2 separate regions of the Zea mays genome follow, and region 2 is linked to region 1. The links are chromatin contacts, called in public Hi-C maps. All regions are on one chromosome and are shown on one strand. Each heading gives the region's core, a stretch centred on a gene start, on an enhancer-like site or on the middle of the called end of the contact. The rest is flanking DNA. Distances are from core to core; before and after follow the strand shown.

Region 1 (7,240 bases), core at 2,559-5,058:
CGCTGGAATATGGGCCACATGAAGATTTTAGCCCAGGACACCAGCATTGTTTGTGGTGCTTTCTTTACTATTGTGGTTAGTGCCATACCGGCTAGTGAAACAGGCAGAGAACGGCTTATAAGCGTTGGTGCAGCCCCAAATGTTAACTTGCTAGCGGCTCAATGGCGTTGGTAGAGAACGATTTAGGTAATGTTGTAGATATTTGTTTTGCTTGGCAAGGAAATGGATCTGCTGGGTTGCATGCGTTGGGAGGGCGAGGGAGCAGAGCTGCGCATTGGGCCCGACGTGGGAGGCTGGGAGGCAGAACCGTGCACTATCCGGGTGTGGACGTCTACACTCTCCTCTTATATAGTAGTAGAGAATAGACTAGGCATCAGCATCAGCATCACCGTCAGGCCTCGACCTCGATAGAAAATATACAGGGGCCAAAACCAACAGCCAACAGGGATTCCTTCTCCAAGTTGGTGCGGAGAGCCGGAGACTGATGAAATGGGGAGCGCGCCACTTGCGATTGGCAATCACTTGCTGACGAGGGCTGCTCGCCGCCCTTTGTGTCTTTTCGCCGTCAGATTCGCAGAGGGACGGTGACCAATTTTCCCCCTTCCCTGCTTTTATTCATATTTTCTCACCCCCGTCCCGCCCTCCAATTTCTTCAACAAAAAAAAACTCTCCCAATCCCCTTTGTGTCATGAATACGGAATAACAAAGTGTTCAGAAAGCAGCTCGCAGCTTTCCTGACCGGCCGGCCGGCGACGGCGAGGCACAGCGCACTGCTTCGGGAATCGTTGATACTGAATTACACTGTAATCTATTCTCTACCACCTTACTACTTGCATTTATATATAGTTTCTCCTTTTCCACAAGTTTTTTTTCTTCCAATTGTGAGCGTACTGGGTGGAGTGGGGAGATCAGTTCATGTGCCAATTGGCAGTTTATTTTGCGTTGCTTGTCCTGATGCATCCCATGCCTTTTTTTTAGGCGTGATACAAGATACATGGCAATTGGGAACAGCATGTGTGCTTTAACACGATATGCCATGGAATTAAGAATGGTTAGTAAGGCTACAAAGCATGGCAATACTGCATTAGCTCTGTCGTATACAGAACAGGGCAGGTCAATCACACAAGTACTACTGCTAGTACATGTAACTAGTAGTAGGTGGTGGTGCAAATGACACACGCATGAGAATTCAGGAAGAAGTGACACACGGCCGTCGTACACAGCACCAGTGCTACAGAGAAGACCGCACGGTAAATAAAATGCCATCACTCTGTCTGTAGCCAACACGAGTGAACTCCCCAGTACGTAGTATCTCCCTTTCCCTGGCTGTGAAAAATATAATCGCCATTTCTGGGAGAGCAGAGGTCACTTTTTATTTCCCAGTATGAACATCTTGAGTTGATCAGAGCAGCATTTACCCCTGTGCTGTGCATTGGGTTCAGAAGACGATCCTGTTGTCATCCGAGAAGAAGAAGGCCGCCAGCAGGTCGTCGAAGCCGTCGCTCGCCTGCCGGCACAGCGTCGCCGGACTCGCCGCCGCCATGTCGGCACCTGCAGAGAGACGTCCATACACGCACGGCCGGCCGGGCCGCCGTCGAGGTCACGACCGATCGAGTAACCAACAAACAGGCGATTTCATTTCAGGCTAGGATGAGTAGTACACCTACCACTCGAGAACGTGCTTGGGCAGGCGAAGCTGTCCCATTTCAGCTCCTGCTCCGAGACGCCGCCCATCCCCATTCCCACGGTGTCGAACAGGTGCGCGTGCGAACGCGCGCGACTCGGCCGCGGCGGGGAGGAAGTCGCCGTCGCCGCCGATGGAAAACGTGTCGTGGGGAGACGGCACGATGAGCAGGGGCGTGGCCAGTGCGCTCGACGGCAGCCCCGCAGTGGTGGCCGTCGCCGTCGCCGTCGTCGTCACGCCGTACCCGTACCCAACGGGGCTCTGCAGAATCGTATCAGGTGCAATTCATTTCATTCTACTATATACTAGGGAGAGGTTCTTGATCCTTGTGGTACCTGGAACGCGTTGCCGGATCCAGCCATGGTGCCCACGTCCAGTGTAGGAGGAGGGGTGAACGACGCGCTGAGCTGGTCGTTGCTGACGAGGGACGAGCTGCTGGAGACCTTGCTCATCTGCCCTGATCTCGCGCTGCCGGCGGCTCCTTTCGCGTAGCTCTCGCCCTGCGGCAGCCCGCCCTCGTGCCGCTTGATCACGCGGCAAAGCGCGTAAGCACCCTGCAGAGCGAAAGGATACACAACGTAACGGTTATAGGTATATATATATGCATGCATGTATAACAAAAGAGAAGAAAAGAAAAGAAAAAGAAGAAAACAAGACGTAACGATGAAGTTGCAAGTGCCGTGGGCGAGGTCCTGGCAGAGGCGGTACTCGTGCATGACCCAGGCGGTGCGCTCGCCGCCCGGGGCGCGGCCGCGGTAGAAGACGAGCGTCTTGCGGAGGCCGTAGACGCCGCCGTCGCAGGCGATGCGGCGGTCCTTGCCCGTGGCCTTCCAGTACCCCGTGGACGTGGCGCGGTTGGTTCGCGACCCGTTCGGGTACTTGCGGTCGCGCGGGCAGAAGAAGAACCACTCCAGGTCACGCCTCGGCAGAAGCGACTTCTCTGCACGCACGCACACGCGGCGGCAATATAATTATATATCATCCATGTAAATGTAATACAAATTACAGTAATCAATTGCTACCGCACAGTACAAACTTTGAGTAAAAACTAGTATAATTGTCCTCTCATTTTTATATATAGGAGTATCATTTTCCTTTTTCGATAAAAAGGAAGCTTTATTAAAAAACACTTTTTTTATATATATAGGAGTATCGTTTTTTCTGCTCTGAGCAACATGCTTCTTTCTTTTGAAAAGGCGACTCTTATCTGAAACCGGCCTAGAGAAAAAAGGGGCAGATGCCCGGGAGAGAGGTGGTCTTTTTTACTTTCTATTCTGCTAGTGCTAGCTGATTCAATCCAAGTGACATTCGTCGAACATGTTCCTTTGTGTTCATTTCAACCATGCATCTCGTGTTTTCACTAGCTTGTTTCTGGGAACGAGATCAACAACAGGACACACCTGGTAGCTCCCATGGCTCGGATTTGTAGAGATGGACGACGGGGATGACCTCGAGATCGATCTTGAGGTTGTCCACCTTCCTCTTGAGGTAGTAGCCCACGAGCTCGTCGTCGGTCGGGTGGAAGCGGAAGCCGGGCGGCAGAGTCATGGCGCCCATTGCGTGTTTTGTGTGTGTGTGTGTTTTGGTTCAGGCAGCAACAGCTAGCCAGGATATGGATGGTAAGAAAGAGCTGAAAGATGAGTACTTATATGTGGGACGCGATCACGGACAGGAAGAGGAGGAAGAAGAAGCGGCGGCGGCCGCAGCAGCAGCAAACATAATAATGCTGCCGCCGACGACGACCCAACAGGCCAACACTAATAACGGACCTGGAATATAATGTCAACTGCCAGGTAAATATTTCAGGCAGGTGATTAGGAGCAGCTGGTGTGCGTAGACGACAGTACTAGAGCTAGCTAGCTAGCGGCGATTGTTTGGATTAATGGCAATGGAGCAGGAGGAGGGGGTGTCTGTTGAAGACGTGGAAGATCCAGAAATAGAAGCTCTTCCTACTGTGGAGGAGGAGAAGCGCTTGCGCGGGGGCGGTGTTGAACTTGAAGAAGAAGCTGCCGGAGTCCAAGAACATTATCAGGTTCACCGCCTAGCTAGCTAGATTAAGCTACCAGCCAGCCAGATTAAGGGCTGTTGAGGGTTGACGATGCTGCTTCAAGTTGAAGAGGAGGCGAGGAGAGGGAGAAAGGAGGAGGAGGGGGGTGAGAAGCCGCGGGGCGATGCCGTTTATATAGACACGGACACGGACACGGAGGTCGGAAACTGGAAATGGAAAGCGAGGGCGACGGTCGTCCGAGCGAAGCAATTCCAAACTTCGCCCTTGTCGTCGTCCTCGTCGTCGTTGTTGTCGCGCCGCCAAGCAGCAGACGTACGCCTCCTGTTTCACACGTTTATGGCGGCAAAACCGCTGGCTGGGATTCGGTTAGCTAACCAACGCACGCAACGTGTCAAGCCCTCGTGTCGTACGTGTGCGTGCATCCAGCAGTGCAGGCAACGTGCTCAGCAGCACGTGCCTTGGTGTTTCATTTCCAATTCATTCATTCAGACGTTGAAGGCAGTGTTCTGAATCGCCGACTAGGAAGCCGAAGCAGGACGCCAGGTCACATGAAAGGAGAAAGCACGCGTGCGGTGTGCAATGTCATGTGCTGCTGTGTGTGTACCGCTCCTGCGCCTTTGTCGTAATCTATTCAAGTTTCTCGCCGTCAGGGATGGATCCGCTCTATTTCCAACTATATAGCTTTGGAAACCAAACGCTATCAATGGTTCTAACGTCATGGGTTATATATGCGACTGAAGTGCTGACGCAATGACTTGGAGGACCTTTTTAAAAAGAATGGTGACATATATATGTATAGGTGGGTGCCCGTGCGTTGCAACGGAAACATATCATCAGCATAGAGAACGCAGCTCCTACCAATCTGGTATCAAAGGTCTCGACGATCATGAGCTCTGCCGCTGCCTCCAGGCAGCAGCCGCCGCCAGCATCAGGCGGCCCCCCAGCAACGTCCAGCGTGCTGGTCGTAGCCCCTGCTTCGTCGGGAGCCATGATGTTTGGCCGATAATCCCCCAAATACCCAACCTCCTTGCCGGGCAGCGCCACTGGGGGCATGACGGCCCCGCAGCCAATGGAACATTGTACGACGTGGTAGACGGGCTGCTCTCCCAAGAGCGCAGCAGCCTGCTGCCCCACGTAAATGGACAAACAAAAATGTTATTGCTACAAACTTATGATCAGATAGACAAACAAAAAAACAATGTAAATGATATATAAAGTTGTTATTACGAGTAAGTTAGAAAGCGCTACAACAATACGACAACCCCATGAGGCCATGATGCACAATAACAGAGATCCACTATGCATAAAACTCCCAAGTGAACAACGCATGTGATGAATCTGCTACTGACGCTAGAGCTGTCAATGCTCCCCCGTGCACCATTTGCTTGCCATTCTAGAATATGAACATGAGCAGTTAGCATTGTTTACTAACCATGATAACAAATATATTTGAAGCAACCTGAAACCTAATTCAACACAAGTAATTGCGTACATGAAGAATAACAAGTAATTTATTCACGATTCTGTCCAGGTAAGGCGTCAAAAATTCTGGTGTACAATTCTCACTAAAATTCAAAATCGCCGAAACATCATGTGCCTATAAACAAGAAGAGCAATACAGGTCAAAATAGATTGCCAGGTCCTAAGATGTATGACATGAACATGTAATCAAGTATAGTAGAATATAGGCATACAAATTGTATAAACTTAATATCTCAATGCACACAAAAGACTTAAACAACATTCAGTTCAGAGGTCTGGCATACATAAAGTTATAGTAGTTGCTTGGTAATCAAATTACTTTTTTATCGAAGAAACTTGTAAGCTCAAAGATCAAAAGGGATTTGTTTGACATTTAGATGTGCTAGCTGCTCACATATATTTATATTTAAAACATGTAAACCACACACAAACCATATTGGTCTACATCAACCTGTTTATTGATGCAACATCAATTAAAAATGTGATGTCTTACAATTTTTAATAATAGGCAAATATATCGACAACCGTACATTAATCTAATCTTTTTTAGCGATATTGATAAGTCGTTGTTGTATGTTTGGCGGGATGGCATAGCGGCATGAATTGTCCTCGTAACTTAATAGATCAATTACAAAGTTCCTTCGAAGAATCTTTGCATCCTACACACAAAGACATAAGAGAACAAAACATCAAAAATTTATATTATGTAACTGAAATATATGTTTTAACATGAAACAAACGTACTCCACTCACCCTATCAAATTCCATTCGTCTAGCACTCCCCCACATGACCATAACTTATAGAACGAAGTAGTTGATATTAACCCTACAGAATAATGTTTGGCTAACTATATTATATACAATGGTTATCATAGAAAAAATTTAAACTGTTGAGAACATAGTGTTGAGAAAATACCCTTTTAAGCCAATCGGGAATTTAACTTCAACTCGAGCGACAATACTATACTTCCGTTGTAGCCCATAAAAATCTTCATCACTATAGTCGTCGAACAACCTGAAGCTATATTCAACATACGACTAAATAACGTTCATAAATTTGATAGCGAAATCTTGTGTTAACTATTGTTTATAATATAACTTACATAGGCATCATGTTTTTCTTGTCCAATGCAACTCTTGTACGGTTCAATACAGCTGGCTCCATCAAAACCTTTTATCATTTGAAAATATTTTAAACTAAATTGTAAAATGGTCCAATGCATTGATATAGCACGACATAGGAGCAATGTGGGTTGGTTGGTTGAGCACTTATTTTAGACTGTAGGTGTGACTGTGATTAAGGCTTGTCGTTCACGAGTCTGCGGCTCATGCAGAGGTGGATGGCATGCATGATTGCGTATGACGGATTTGTATTGCCCAGTTGGATGGCTACACCATAGTATTGGACTGTCGTTGCAGAGTTATTTTCAATGAATTATTGAAGTGACAAATTTGTGCGATTTCTGGTACATTTCAGATTGTGCGGATTTGGTAAAGGGAGCCAAGGACAAGCATTTGAGGGTTAAGGGGCCTGTCAGGATCCCTACTAAGGTTCTCCACATCACCACTCGTGTGTCCCCTTACGGTGAAGGTATCAAGCTGTTTCCTAGCCTCTGCTGTTGAAACTGTCTCCTGGTTGGCTTTGTTTAATTTTACTGATTGAATTTTTAGTGCTTTCATTAAAAGGAATACGTAATACATTGATCTGTTCACTAATTTAAACATAACTTTGACGGTACAACCTGCACGTGATTAGCAAAGTGGACGTGTCTCACTCACCGGAAGATCAGGATCTCCGACGGTACAACCTTCGCCCTACAAAGATCCATCCACTTATGGTCGGAGCTAGAGTTTGCGTATGCGTTTCGCCAGCGTTAGTGGATTCTGGGCTGCAGACAGCGTCTCATTAGCCGCCAGTAATAAACATGTTCCCGTCCCCAGCCAACAAGGACTTGCAGGACAGCACAACACAACGAGCCAAATAATTGCGTGGCAACAGCGACGCGGCTTTATGATTGAGTTTATACGAGGAAGGTTTGAACCATTTATGATTGAGTTTATACCGG
Region 2 (7,138 bases), core at 3,099-5,598, 130 kb after region 1:
CAGAATTGATCATAAAAAAAGGGAAAAAAAGATAACACCGCATATAAATATGGCTGAATCGAATGGAATCCCGACGGCTCTAGTTTATTCTTCGTAGCTAATCACAATGAACTCGGCTTTTTGCACACCGCTCATGTGCTCTGGGGCCCAAAGATTCCACGTAAAACCAGAAGGTGTTAGAAAGCATCCCTTTAATTACAACTGCAGTTGCAACAATCAGGCAGATCCTGCCACCATCGCCAGCAACACAAAGCGCAACCCACGGAAGAGTACGCTATGCGTTCAAAGGCCCTGACCTATTTTTCCACCCCTGATCATGATCATCACTCGTTACCGACATTCGAGAGGAGATTGCACGATAAAACAGTGCGTTTCAATCCCACTACTAGTAGTGCAACAGGCGTGTCCCAGTGAACTGATTTGGAGGAGACTCGCCATTGTACCTTCTTCTCTCAAAGGGCAACGGCACGGAGTCGTTGGAAGAGAGACTTTGTTCGTCGTCGGCTCCTAACTGCGCCAGCCGTTCTGCTTCTTGGCCTCAAACGTGGCGCCATCGTTGAGCATGTCCTGGGCATCGGTTTCCATGCCGAGCTTTGAAAGAGCCAGGGCCTGGAGGTAGAAGGCCGTAGGCCACTCGGGCATGCAGACCTGGGCTTGCATTGCGTCCCGTAGAGCGAGCTCTGCTTGCCCATTCATCAAGTAGGAAAAACTGCGCCTGACAAAAACCGTAGCTGAAGGCGTCGACATCATCGCAACTAGCTGCATTAGAGCAAACAGGCTCTGTCATATAAGCTACAAATACAATGTTTTGGGGGTGTCTTGATCAAGAGTAAGGAAGTAAAATTGTGTAGCATGTGTTGCCAAGTACTTGAGCTAACAGCCTAACAGGGCAAGGGCCCAACCGCTTTGACTTGTGACCAGTTTGACAGTTACATCGGATGACTCTCTGTGATAAGTTTCCTACCATAATTACGCATGAATGGAGAACAGGGATGTTGATACCTTGGAGTAGTAGTCAATTGCAGTCTTAAAATCCTTGTCTCTAAATGCAATGTCACCAAACTTCTTTGTGTTCAGCATCTCTTGCACTTGCTGGGTCCATTCTTGAAAGGATAGCTTCAGTTTTTAAAACATGCACCAGACGAAATAGACTCATCTTAAAAAAACAAGTAGGACTTGATAATTTAAAAATACTTGAGCAAGTGCAGACACAAATAAAAACATTTGAAAGCATACATCAGATTTTTGCTCACAAAATGATATGTGAAGACAAGTCCAAAGTCCAGTCGGCATTACAATCTTCTGAATTAAATACTGATAAAATGTGTGGTTATCCATGCAAAATTATTTGCCTTTCAGATTAAACAAGTCATGCTGCAATTTATATAAGTCCACTTCTGTGCATAGCCAAGAGAAAACGTCACATGTACACATTTCACATTCTAATTGACCCGCGGTGTTTCTTATTTTTTCTAACCATGCAATGATGAAAGGGTCGGAGTGGAAAGAACACAGAGTTACGACAAGAAAACAATCAACAAATAAACCTTTATGAAAAAGTTATCAATTGAGTCAAGTGGAAAAATGAATCAAAACGGAAGAGGGGACTGAGGAAAATTGATCACAAATCGATGGCACAAGTCAGATGTAAATTTGACTATTAGTTACCTCGTTTTCTGCACCCTCATCATCTTTATAACCTGTTTTGAGCAAAATATCATGCACCGCTGAAAGATCCATACCAGTGCAGGCCTTTCTGAGTGGAGAACAAATGGTTGGCAGTACTGATGTGGCTTTTGTAATACCCATGAACACATGTGATGCAACCTGCATGAATTCATCACAGGAATAGATGATGTCACTAGAAGCAATGAAGGGGGGTGAACAACAGGAAAAAGGTGTTGCAGCTAGTCACCTCCTTTTGATTCTGAAGAGGACCAACAGAAGACAGAAGATACTTTATGTTCGGTCTATCCCTAGATTCAAATTGCAGACACTTTGATGCAAGATCAACCAATTTCGAAGCATCTTCATTAGCATACTGCCCTTCTAAGGAGGAATCCATCAGCAACAGTATATTCTTTCCCCTTATTAAATCTAGGGCCTAGAATTCCACAAAAAAAGGTAACTCATTGTCATAATAAATCCTGACATATAGCAATAAACACCTAGAGCTGTTTAATGATGCTGCGGTCATCATATGTTAGAAAAATGAAGCACCGAGCAACAGCTGTCAGTTCAAATTCATGGTTCAATGCACACAGCAGTCCATCATCACAAACATTGTACCAAAAGGCAGTGTGATGCAAGGAAATTGCTAAGAGATATTCCAGAAACATATTCTTCTTGAAAAAAAGCAAGGAAGCATACATGACTAGGAGGAATGTGTTTTCCGCTCAAAAGATCCAACAGGACAGTTCCATAGCTATAGATCACACTCTCCGGAATTACTCTGCCTGTAATGCAAGCACAAATTATTCAGCGCAGTCCAAAATAGCATATTGTAAACAGTATTACTGTGAATAGTGTATTGTAAACTTGAACAAAACAATAGACGATAAACCTGCAAAGAATTTACCATGACCTAAAGTATGTATTCAACAACAATCAGGAAACAAGAAGTTTTAAAATTGTACTCTCACGAGGCATAATAGCTCACAAAAGCTTATAGCTTCATCTAGCTTTTACTGATTAGGCTTATAATTAGCTCAAATGATCTACACCAGGGTGCGAACAAGGGTATTGGCAAATCAAGAATGTAATAGTAACCAGTAAACACCAAGGGGGTCTTACCAGTTCGTAGAAACTCTGGTGGAGTGTAAGCCAGGTTAGTGCTATAACTTTTCCCATCACGGCTGTTCTTCATTAATCCAAAACTTGACAAGCGGGGATCACCTTCCTGATAGGGAATAGAAATTGATTACAACAGGTGAGGTATTCTTTAGGCAGCTAAGATAATCAATTATAACAGGTGAAAAATCACATTGGCAACTTCATATGACAGTAAAATATTCCAACATAAACCTTACAGATAAAAAAAATATTTTCACAGAAGAAAATGTAGTTACAATGGAAAAGCCAGCAGAAAAAAAATGTAGTAAAAACTAGGAGGTGTCAGCAAACCTGTTGTGTACCTCATCAAAAAGTACCCTATAAGCATTCAAATCATGATAGATTTTCCTGTTCTCAGCATTGCAATGGTCGAGAGCTTGCGCAATGAAATATGCAACCCTCAGCCTCATTTCCCATGGTAACGGCTGCTTATCCCCTGAAAAAAGGCAGTGCAGAGCAGAGTCAATCAAGGGAGACAAGGTGGACAGGACACACCCACCTAGTCCGGGCAAACCACACTTTTGCAAGATCTGTGTAGGTCAAATGCAGCAATGGTGAAGGACATAAGGCGCATTAAGTCATTGTGTTAATGCAGAGGAGATTGAGATTCAGGGTTGGTGTGATGCGCCCACGGTCACCGTAGCCGTAGACGACACAACTCCAGCCCGCGAGGCCCGTATATAACAGAAAAATGCTGGAGTATCCCTAGCAGGTGGAGAGCACGTACAGTGGAAGAGATGCTTGGACAGGGTGTCGTTGGGCATGTACTCGGCGACAAGCAGCCTCTCGTCACCCTCGGCGCAGCAGCCAATGAGGTTGACGAGGCGCTTGTGCCGCACCTTCCCAACGCCCGCCGCCTCCGCCTGCAACAGCAGCAACACTGCATCACATTGCGAGATCCAAGCTGGGAGGAAACCAGACGAAGCAAGCAACGCAAATCATACGAGGAACTGCTGCGGGTCAGGCCAGGAGAGGCGCGAGAAGCGCTTGACGGCGATGAGCCGCCCGCCGTCGAGGCGGCCGCGGTAGACGGCGTTGGGCGCCTTCTCGCCGCTCTCGGAGACGATGAGGTCGGCGCTGAATCCCTTGGTGGCGGCGCGCAGCTCGGCCAGAGCAAACTCCCTGAACACCGGCACCGCGCGCTTCACAGCCTCCTTGTCGTCACCGTCGCCTTCCCCGTCGGCGCCGCCATTCGCCGCCTCTGCCATCCGATTGGACACAGCAGCCAGACGCAAGCACGCGCCGCGGATTAGATGGATTCGGCGGGGTTAGGGTTTAAGCGGCGGCGGCGGGGGCGTGACGCTTACCAGGATCTGCAGGCTTGTCGGCGGGGAGAGCGGCGGCGTCGTTGGGCGGCAGGGGCCCCGCCACCTTCGACTGGAAGCATCCCATGGGCGGGAATGGAGATCTAGGATGATTAGCGAAGCAAGATCAATCTGGCCAGTGGGAATGGGAGTGCGAGTGTGCGAGAGCGTGAGCTCAACTCGACTCCAGTCCAGCGCGGGGTAGTGTGGAATGGAGCAGCAGCCGCAGACTGAGCTCCTGATGAAGGTGGGAGTAGGAGGCACGAGGCAGGGCACCGAGAGAAGCGCGGCAGTACACAGGGGTTGCCGGGTGGGGATCCGGTAGGTAGGTGCGCCCGCAACACCAAGCCTCCCCACCTCCGGCTTTCTTTCGTTTTTATAAAAATAAAACTAAGGGTGTGTTTGGTGTGGCGCCTAAGCCGTCACATGCCACACTTTTAAGCCACAAGTGTTCACACTTGTGGCTTAAAAGTGTGGCGCGGTGTGGCGGCGCCGCCCCAAACACGCCTTAAATATCTCTAAAAAATCTCGTGCCATTACTATTACTTTTCTAAATAAATTTCGTACAATTTAAGGTGGTGTGTCATTTCGTCTGACTGAAATGAACGGTTTCCCATAAAAAACGTGGAAGGTTGGCCGCCACACTTGTGGCTTAAAAGTGTGGCACGATGTGGCGGCTTAGGCGCCACACCAAACACGTCCTAAATACCTCTAAAAAATCTTGTGCCATTACTATTACTTTTCTAAATAAATTTCGTACAATTTAAGGTGGTGTGTCATTTCGTCTGACTGAAATGAACAGTTTCCCATAAAAAACGTGGAGGGTGGCTCCCGTCCCCACCCCATCCACGCACCTTAAATCTTAAATTCATGCTTTCCATTCATATTTAAATACCTCCTCAAATACTCTTCACTCACTTTTTCTCCAATCATTCCTTAGCTCCTCTTTTGATTTTCAAATGAACTATTTGACTGTTTATATTAGGTTTTAAAGTTTTAAAAATACTACAATATTTATAGTACAATAATATATATTGTTATCACGTAATTGAATTTAAAAATTAATTTCACAATTAATGTATTTATTAACGAAAGGACATGTTTGGTTCGCTGACTCGCCTGCCACAGTTTGTCACATCTAAGATTAGATATGTTTAATCGAGTTAGGTGTGTGTTTGTTTTGTAACCACAATTGGGACGAAAATTTTCTCCTCCTATATAGACCCCGCTCGTCAATGTGGCATAAAGTGTGGTAAAATTTCCTTAAACGTGTCTACATAATTTAATTGCCTAACCTTACAAAGGTGTGGCGGAAAATACATGGGATTTTTTGGCACCTAAACATGCAACTAAACATGACTATGCCCCGTTGCAGGACATCGGTCACCAAACGTACGCGCTCGCAAGGGGGTGTGAGCGTGGGTGTGACCGTGTGAGCCTTCGACTATCTCTAATAGGTAGTGTAAAATAGCGAATGTGAAACTGTAGACGACACTGTTTGACAATATTCGCAGAGTAAAGCTTAAAATAGCGGGTGCCATAGAAATGGGATAAAATATCTGCTAGAGATAGCCTTATCTCGACTCCTAAAATTAAATATATTTGTTTTTAATTAAATATATAATACAATATTAATATGGGACTCCATAAAACTTGGTGTTTGAATTTTTAGCTTTCTCACGGACGAAGGTTGTTACATACTGTATTTTATATAGCTTTGATTCGTTCTGATTTATGTAAGACATAATATATAACTTGCGGTTAGTTAGAAATCTGTTAGATAAAATCACAAACCCAACGACTCTGATCCGTGTTGGCAAAAAAAATAACAATTATTTTTATAGTTAGATAAAAACAAAAGTAATAGATCATAATATAAAGATAAATAATAAAATCCTAAAAATATTGATGTACTTGTATTATATTAGTTTGTTATCTGCAATCATATTAAATTTAGACAACTAAAATACAGAAAAAAGGATATTAAAAACTAGAGTACATAATTAAGATTCTCAGATGGACAATTGATTCTGTTTTTAAACTACATTTATTTAAAGATATATAGATTGTTAATATTTTTTTGTAAACTTAATTAAAATTAAAAAGGTTCACCAATAAAAAATTATACGATGGATAAAATATAGTAGTGTTTAGTCTATCTCTAACTGTTTATTCTTTTTTATCTTTTATTTTAAATTCTACTTTATAAACTGTCTATCTTATACTAAAATATTTTTTCCACTATACACGATCTACTCGCGTTACCTTCGGATCAGGGAGTGGGAGAGCAATGAGCAAGGAGACCAAGACCAATGGAACGCACGGCATTGGCGTGCCTCTTTTGGGCTCATGTTCCGACATGCAACGAGTTTGGTACGAATTTAAGAGTCAAAAAATAATGTTGACAAACTTCGAGAAGGTTGGTTTTATTTTTGTAATAATATTTTATATATCCTAAATTATAAATTATTCTATTTTCTTTAAGAGTCAAAAGTCAAAACATCTAAAACTCACCAAAACTATAGAGAAAATCATGAGGATTTGTGATGCTAAATAAGCATACTATAAAAACATAATTAATACCGAATCTAGTTATATTTATTTAATATCATAAATATCGTTATTTTATTATATAATCTAAAGATACTTATTTAGTAACATATAATAATTATTATATTATACAGATTTAGTCAAACTTAAGATGTTTTGACTATTTAAAAAAGTTAGAATAACTTATGATTTAAAGTAAATGGGTGCTAATTATTAGTATTGTTAGTTTGTGAGGAATAGGATGGCAATACATCAACATATTCTATTAAAAATAAGAAGTAAATATATATGACGAACTAATTCATTCTTTTAAATCATACAGTCATATAAATTCCTTGTTTTGATCCTTGCCGAACACAATCGTTTTGAGAACAATCCTGAGTCCTGAGTCTCCTGACCGGTGCCCTTCTTTTTTACTGGGGGAGTTGCAAAGCTGCAAGCAAAACCTGCAA

What was found. Hi-C and Micro-C count contacts between places; a contact is called where the count stands out from the background.
Region 2: a Hi-C map of leaf shows a contact between it and region 1, with 6 times the contacts expected there. The contact joins the promoter of LOC100282511 here to the promoter of LOC100857067 in region 1. A contact is called at or near these places in 9 of 25 Hi-C or Micro-C datasets (bundle sheath, ear, endosperm and 2 more).

The regions. Positions count from the first base shown.
Region 1 is chr9:118,434,073-118,441,312 of Zm-B73-REFERENCE-NAM-5.0, forward strand. It overlaps LOC100857067 (NAC transcription factor), which reads right to left and starts at 3,809. Exons shown (of 5, transcript NM_001371429.1): 1 at 3,161-3,809; 2 at 2,347-2,622; 3 at 2,020-2,238; 4 at 1,668-1,945; 5 at 931-1,551. The coding sequence starts at 3,241. The coding sequence ends at 1,458.
Region 2 is chr9:118,565,351-118,572,488 of Zm-B73-REFERENCE-NAM-5.0, forward strand. It overlaps LOC100282511 (ATP binding protein), which reads right to left and starts at 4,349. Exons shown (of 10, transcript NM_001155420.2): 1 at 4,140-4,349; 2 at 3,777-4,033; 3 at 3,560-3,695; 4 at 3,135-3,268; 5 at 2,794-2,899; 6 at 2,371-2,456; 7 at 1,916-2,104; 8 at 1,669-1,827; 9 at 1,003-1,116; 10 at 61-759. The coding sequence starts at 4,224. The coding sequence ends at 508.